Linked DNA regions of Mus musculus: region 1 is linked to region 2. Evidence: chromatin contacts called from public Hi-C data. All regions are on one chromosome and are shown on one strand. Each heading gives the region's core, a stretch centred on a gene start, on an enhancer-like site or on the middle of the called end of the contact. The rest is flanking DNA. Distances are from core to core; before and after follow the strand shown. Region 1 holds the start of Htra3 (HtrA serine peptidase 3). Region 2 has its middle 38 kb from the start of Htra3.

Region 1 (2,902 bases), core at 181-2,680, 38 kb after region 2:
AGGGACAGTCAGGCCAGAAAAGATTTTTTTCTTACAAATGGCTCAATCTGTAAAGAACAATTCCATTCTTACTGGTTTCTGCCCAGAACCTGATGTTAATAGTATCTGTCACATGGGAGAGCAGAGAAGAGTACACCAAACACAACCATGAAGGGAGCAGAGTAATGCAGGTGCCTGGCCACCCTGAAAACCCTCTGCCTCTCAGACAGCCAGGCCCAAGACAGGCACACAGAACCAGCACCCAGCACAGCCTGACAGAAGAAAACAGAGCAGGAATTGAAGACAGAGACCAGGAAAAGATTGCTTGACGCTCGTTCCCTTGTAAGTCACTGGAGGACTCTAAGAAACAGGAGTGTGGCTGGGTCAGAGCCTCACAGCCCACCAGACGCTACCAGGCTGCCACACTAGAGTTTAAGTCTAACTTTTTGTGACTTTGGGGACAGCATTTATCTCTTGGGGACCTCAGTTTCCCCATCTAGAAAGCCAGAGGGTTGTGTGAACTATTCTTAAAAGGCTGCCTAGTGGAAGTGGACAGATTCCCCTGGACCTCAGTTTCCTCAGAGTAAGGCTTTTTTGATTCCTGGTGGAGCTTACCAGAGGGACAGGCACCCTTCTGCAGCTGGCGCACTGGAGTCCCGGAGACCTGCAACGCACGACGGCTGGCGGCCTGCAGCGCGCACACGTCGGCATAAGTATGCCCGTCTGTGCCACACACAGTGTGGGTCCAACGGCAGCGGCACACGCCGCGCACGCACTCCAGACTGTCCCCGCACGGAGAGTCCAGGGGGCGGCCGCAGGGCTCGCCCTCGCTGGCAGCGCACACCAGGCAGCAGTTGCAGAGGTCAGGCACATAGCCCCCAGGGCAGCGAGGGCTCGGACAGCGCGACACGTCGCAGCGCGCAGGACACGGAGCCGCTGGGGGCTCCCGGGCCAGAGCCAACACAGCCAGCGTGGCCAGAATGGCCAGCGTGGCGGGGAGCAGCGCGCGCGCCTGCATCGCGGAGAGGCGGCGGCGCAAGACCCGCGGGGATACCGAGGCCCGAACCGCTCAGGCGCACTCTGGCCCGGAGCGCAAACAGGGCATGGTGTGGGGACTGACCCGGGCCTCTCTCAGCCGAGCTTCAGCAGGCGCTTAAAGGCCAAGACAGTCTGCCCTCGCTGGAAGGGGCGGCCCTGCCCGCCGCCAGCCCCGCCCCTGCCCCACGGGACCCCGCCCCGGCTGGTGGGGACCCACCCGGAGCCTCCTGCTCCCCGCTTGCCTGGTGTGCACTTTGGGTGACAGGTCTGCCGGCCCAGAATGAGGGTCTGGGAAAGGGGAGCTGCTTCGGAATACTCCAGTCCTAGCCAGGGACCTGACCGCAACCCCAGAGACATGAACAAGTCCAAATTCTGTCCCTAGCTCTCCTTCACAGAGGAACCCCTACTCTACTTGAGCAGCCAAGCTCAGCAAGGCCCCAAACCTAGACCCCTCCTGCTCTGCATCACTCCACCGGGCAACATTGGAGCGGATACTTAGAAAGCAGCCAGGTGCTCCCTTCCTCCCATCTTCAGCTGGAGGGGGGCCATCTGCCTTGGATCTATTCTGGGCTCTCTCAGATCTAGAACTCTGGTTGCTGCCTGTTGTCCTTCTGTTTCTTCTACAAGGATTACTGAGCACCTCCTACCTCAGAGTCGTTGGAAGTGCCAGGACACCAGGCAGTACCAGGACACCAGGCAGTGCAGGAACAGAAAGCACCTGCTCAACTTTCCCCAACACTTTGGTGCCTCCTCATGCAATCACCAAGCTACTTCAGACCCAGGACAGGTAGCAGGGTACAGGAGGTCAAGTTGCTAGTGGCTGGAGCTTCAGGAGTCAGAGGACCCAACAGAGCCTCCCTGGGAGGTGGCCCTAGACTGAATGAATCCGTTGTTCCAGGGGCTGGAGAACCTGGTGTGCAACTCTGGAGGGAAAGAAAGCATAGTAGAGTAGCTTGGCAGGAAGCTGTTACCTTCTGCAGTTTCTCAACAGCACTGGAAACAGGTAGCACACTGGAGGGTGTGTGGTGTGGTGTGGTATGGTGACACCTCTGCTTCCATGAGTTGATAAAGCCACACATACCTTGGATGGATGTTGGTGGAGGGCAGAGGAGGAAGGCCTGGGGAGCAGTCTGGTTCCAGGTCTGGGAAAAGCCCAGTAGCCAGGAAGCAGAGTGGCCTCATCAGACTGAGTTGTTTGGGAAAAAAGGAAGTGGGGTTCCAGGTGTGAGCACTCACCTAGTAGAGGTGGTAGTGTATGTGTGTGTGGTGTATTGGGGGGGGGGTAGTGATGTTGTGGTGTTGTGTGTGAGGAGGGGGAAAGCATTACTTTCTCTTAACAGAAGTGCAGGCCAGGTCTCCCTCCGGACTTCTCCAATGCAGATGGGGAAATGATGCAAACAAGGTTTTGCTCTACCGTGTATGTCATGGCAAGCTGTTCCACATGTTTGAGTAGGTTCCCTGTGCCCTCCTACCCCTGGGGTGAGTGTGGGGGCCTCAGAGTGAGGCTGGAAAATGACAGTGAGTTACAGGTTTCACTCACATTCGCTTTGTCCGAGGTCTCGAGTCCAACTTTTTCCCTCTGGGTCACATCATCCTCCCTGGTCACCTGACCTGACCCTTACTATGGCTGCATAAATGCTTTCAGTCACCTGTACAGAAGGGAAGCCGAGGCTTGGAATTAAAGGATAGACACAGCTGTAGCCTCGCTTCTAAGAGGGAGTCCATTCCAGGCTCTGTCTTTGTTCTGGAAGCTTCCAGGGAGTCTTGTGCAAAGGCAGGGCAGTGGCTCCCCCTGCTGCCTTAGCCCTTTACAGTTTCTCACTCAGTCACAGGGACACCTTGGGCCTCTCTCTGGAGTCTGAGTGACCCCAGGCCTTTGATCTGC
Region 2 (2,794 bases), core at 131-2,630:
AAGGTATGGCCCAGACTAACAGCAGATCTTTCCATCACAAACGGTCCAGATTGAAAAATGGGTCTTCCCATTTCGAAATGAAGAAGGAAAAAAAATCCCTCGCAGGCATGGGTTTTAGTTAATTCCAGATGTAGTCAGGTTGACAACCAAGAACAGCCATCACAAGAGCAACAAGGATGAAGGAGCTGTCAGTAAGGTCTCAGGGCATCTACCAACAGAGCTCTGAGGGTGACAACTGGAATGGGGGGGGGGGGAAGCCCCACTGTGAATCACCGTGACAAAACAGACCTGCCCCAGGAGGAGGCTCTGTGCTCTCAGGCTGGTATTGCATAGGTACCAGGGGATACTGCCACAATCTCATGCATTTTGTTGACTCCTGGGACTCAAGTCCCTTAGTCCCTGGCACCCATATGGTCTAGGCCATGACACTGAGTTAGTGCCACATGCATGTGACATGGAGGCTGGCTGAGCATTCACCAGCCATTTTCTGAGGTTTTAAAAAAAAACTGTATTTTATGTGTGTGTGTGTGTGTTTCCACACGTGTACATGCATGGAGCCCACAACACATGTATGGAGGTCACATGACAGCTTGCAAGAGTCAGTTCTCCCCTTCCACAACGTGGACCTGAGGAATGAAACTCAGGTGCTCAGGCTTGACAGCAAGCCCCTTTAACCCTTGAGCCATCTTACTGGCCCCGTGTTTACTGCACAGTTTTGAACTTTCAGGGAACCAGATGGGTATGCTTTCTCTGTTCCCATTGTTCACAGGAAGCCTGGAGGACGCAGTGCTGGGGAACAGTTATCTGTGTTGCTGTAATGTCTGCATGTGATGGGGATTTGGGCATAGCTGATAACGTTTAGCGAAAGATGGAATGTCGCATAAGGTAAGGGCAGAAAGCAGGTGCAGTCCGTTTGGATGATTTTCTCAGTGCAACATGATGCAGATGTAGACAAAACACTGAGAAATCAAGATGCTGATAAAGGCAGAAGTATCCCATGTCTATGGACAGAAAGACAGCGTCATCAGAACATCAGCTTGCTCATCTTTACCTATAGGCTCAAGGTCAACCCAGCCCAGGCCCCACGTGGCTGTCTCAAAACAACAGTCAAGGTAGGCCTGCTCTCAGGTGGCAGACCCATTGTGTGCAGCACATGCTGTCACTTGTGCCATTATGAGCAATCCTACTTTTTTCCTTGCTGCTTATATGACTTTTGTGCTGTGAACATGTGTTACTTTTAACATTTGAGAGGAGCAGTAAATGTTTTTGAAGGGGGAAAAAATGCAGAAAGAACAGAAAGCAGGCCCAAGAGGGTCCAGGCAGATGATTTTAGCAGCTGAGTCTTTTCAGAGTGGCCTGGATGGGGCCCAGGAGTGTCACTGAGGCGGCTGCCACACGTCTCCTTCCTGGAGTCTGGCAGCCCCTCCTGTCCAGAGTTCTGACAGGGAGGTGGCCTGGGGTCCGGGCCCCTCTGTGATTCTCATCTGTGGAGATGGAAGGCCTGGGCAGCTTCCCATTTTCCATGGCTTAGATGGGTTGGGGGGATTATTTATCCAGCTGGGGTCCTTTATTTTAAAATGCTTATAAGATAAACGATGGAACAGGGATTGTTAAGAAATTCTACTGCAGCGTCTCAGAGTCAGGCCCCTGTCTGCAAGGCCGTCAGCAGGGAGGCCCGGGGTGTGTAGGAGCTCCTCCCACACTGCTCAGCCATCCAAGCCTGGATCTCCAGTGCCACCCCCCCCACCCCCCCCCCACCCCCAGGAAACACTTCTGATTGACTGAGCCCAGAAGGCTTACACGCTCCCTCGCACACCTCCACCTGCCCCGACCTGAGTTCCTGGGCTCCTCTTCCCTGGAAGGGAAGCCTGTGATGGAAGGGAAGTGGGCTGGACATGAGGTCAAGTGGCTTTTCTGTCACTTTCTGGTACTGGGACAGGCTTAGAGTAGACTCCCCAAAAGCTGACCAGGGACAAGATGATCTCAGGAAGCCCTGGTTGGGGAGAGAAGTGACAAGGGGTAGAAAGGTCCAGGCACAAACACTGTAGCAGGGTCTCTCTGGACACTGTGTGGGACATGCCTGTAGTGGCCACAGGAGACACAAGGAAGCTGCCTCTGTAGTTGTTCACCTGTAACAGAGAGCTATCATGGGCACAGCCTCCAGATCACAGGACATAGCCCAGGCTGGTCCTGTATCCATAGCTGGATGGGAAGAAGTGTATACAGGTGAGCTTGCACTGCAGGGGGGCACAGCAACCTAAGTCTTGCACCTGTGTCCTCTGGCCCCTCAGGAACACTGAGCTGTACCCAACATCCTGTAGAAAAGCAGCCTTTGATGAATGCCATGTGCTGAGGAGCCCAGGAATGGGTTGGTGAGTGAGGCCATCCTACTTTTCTCTTTAAGCCCAGAGCAGGGGTGGGGGAGTTTGAAGAAGAGTGTAGAGTTGGGGAGATCTGCGCCAGCTCCTCCCAGTCCTGGAAACAGCAAAGGCATCCATTCATTTATTCAGCATGGATTTATTGTCTTCTTCATCTGGCCATCCTCAAAGTAAAGCCAGCCCAAAGCTGGCAAAGGCCCCGAAGATCCAACTGTAGAGAGACGCCTCCCTGGAAGGTCAGAGCAGAGGACAGGTGGGGCCACTACGACTCCAGGGTTGGAATGCTATAGACTGAGGCTCACGTTTCAGCTCTGCTATCTTCGTGCCGTACCCTTGGGATAGTCCCTTTGCCTGGATGTGTCTCCTCTTTTGTAAGAATAAGAGACAAATATGGTTCCAGGGTCACTTGAGGATTT

The links. Hi-C and Micro-C count contacts between places; a contact is called where the count stands out from the background.
Region 1: a Hi-C map of uterus shows a contact between it and region 2, with 2.3 times the contacts expected there. The contact joins the promoter of Htra3 here to the enhancer-like site in region 2. A contact is called at or near these places in 5 of 39 promoter capture datasets (the C10 cell line, embryonic stem cells, liver and 1 more), 22 of 484 Hi-C or Micro-C datasets (B cells, the HL-1 cell line, bone marrow-derived macrophages and 10 more), 8 of 115 datasets of contacts at active chromatin or transcription factors (the HPC-7 cell line, T-cell acute lymphoblastic leukemia, embryonic basal ganglia and 5 more) and 4 of 9 other capture datasets (adipose tissue, liver, macrophages and 1 more).

What each region holds. Positions count from the first base shown.
Region 1 is chr5:35,678,350-35,681,251 of GRCm38.p6, forward strand. It overlaps Htra3 (HtrA serine peptidase 3), which reads right to left and starts at 1,431. Exons shown (of 9, transcript NM_030127.3): 1 at 595-1,431. The coding sequence starts at 997.
Region 2 is chr5:35,640,726-35,643,519 of GRCm38.p6, forward strand. No RefSeq gene overlaps it. Among named protein-coding and RNA genes, the nearest start is that of Htra3, 38 kb to the right of the region's middle. Within about 2 kb of position 1,381, at least 6 of the 459 cell types and tissues checked have an H3K27ac peak or open chromatin away from gene starts, as enhancers often do. A contact at or near this core is called in muscle stem cells and uterus, where this site is marked.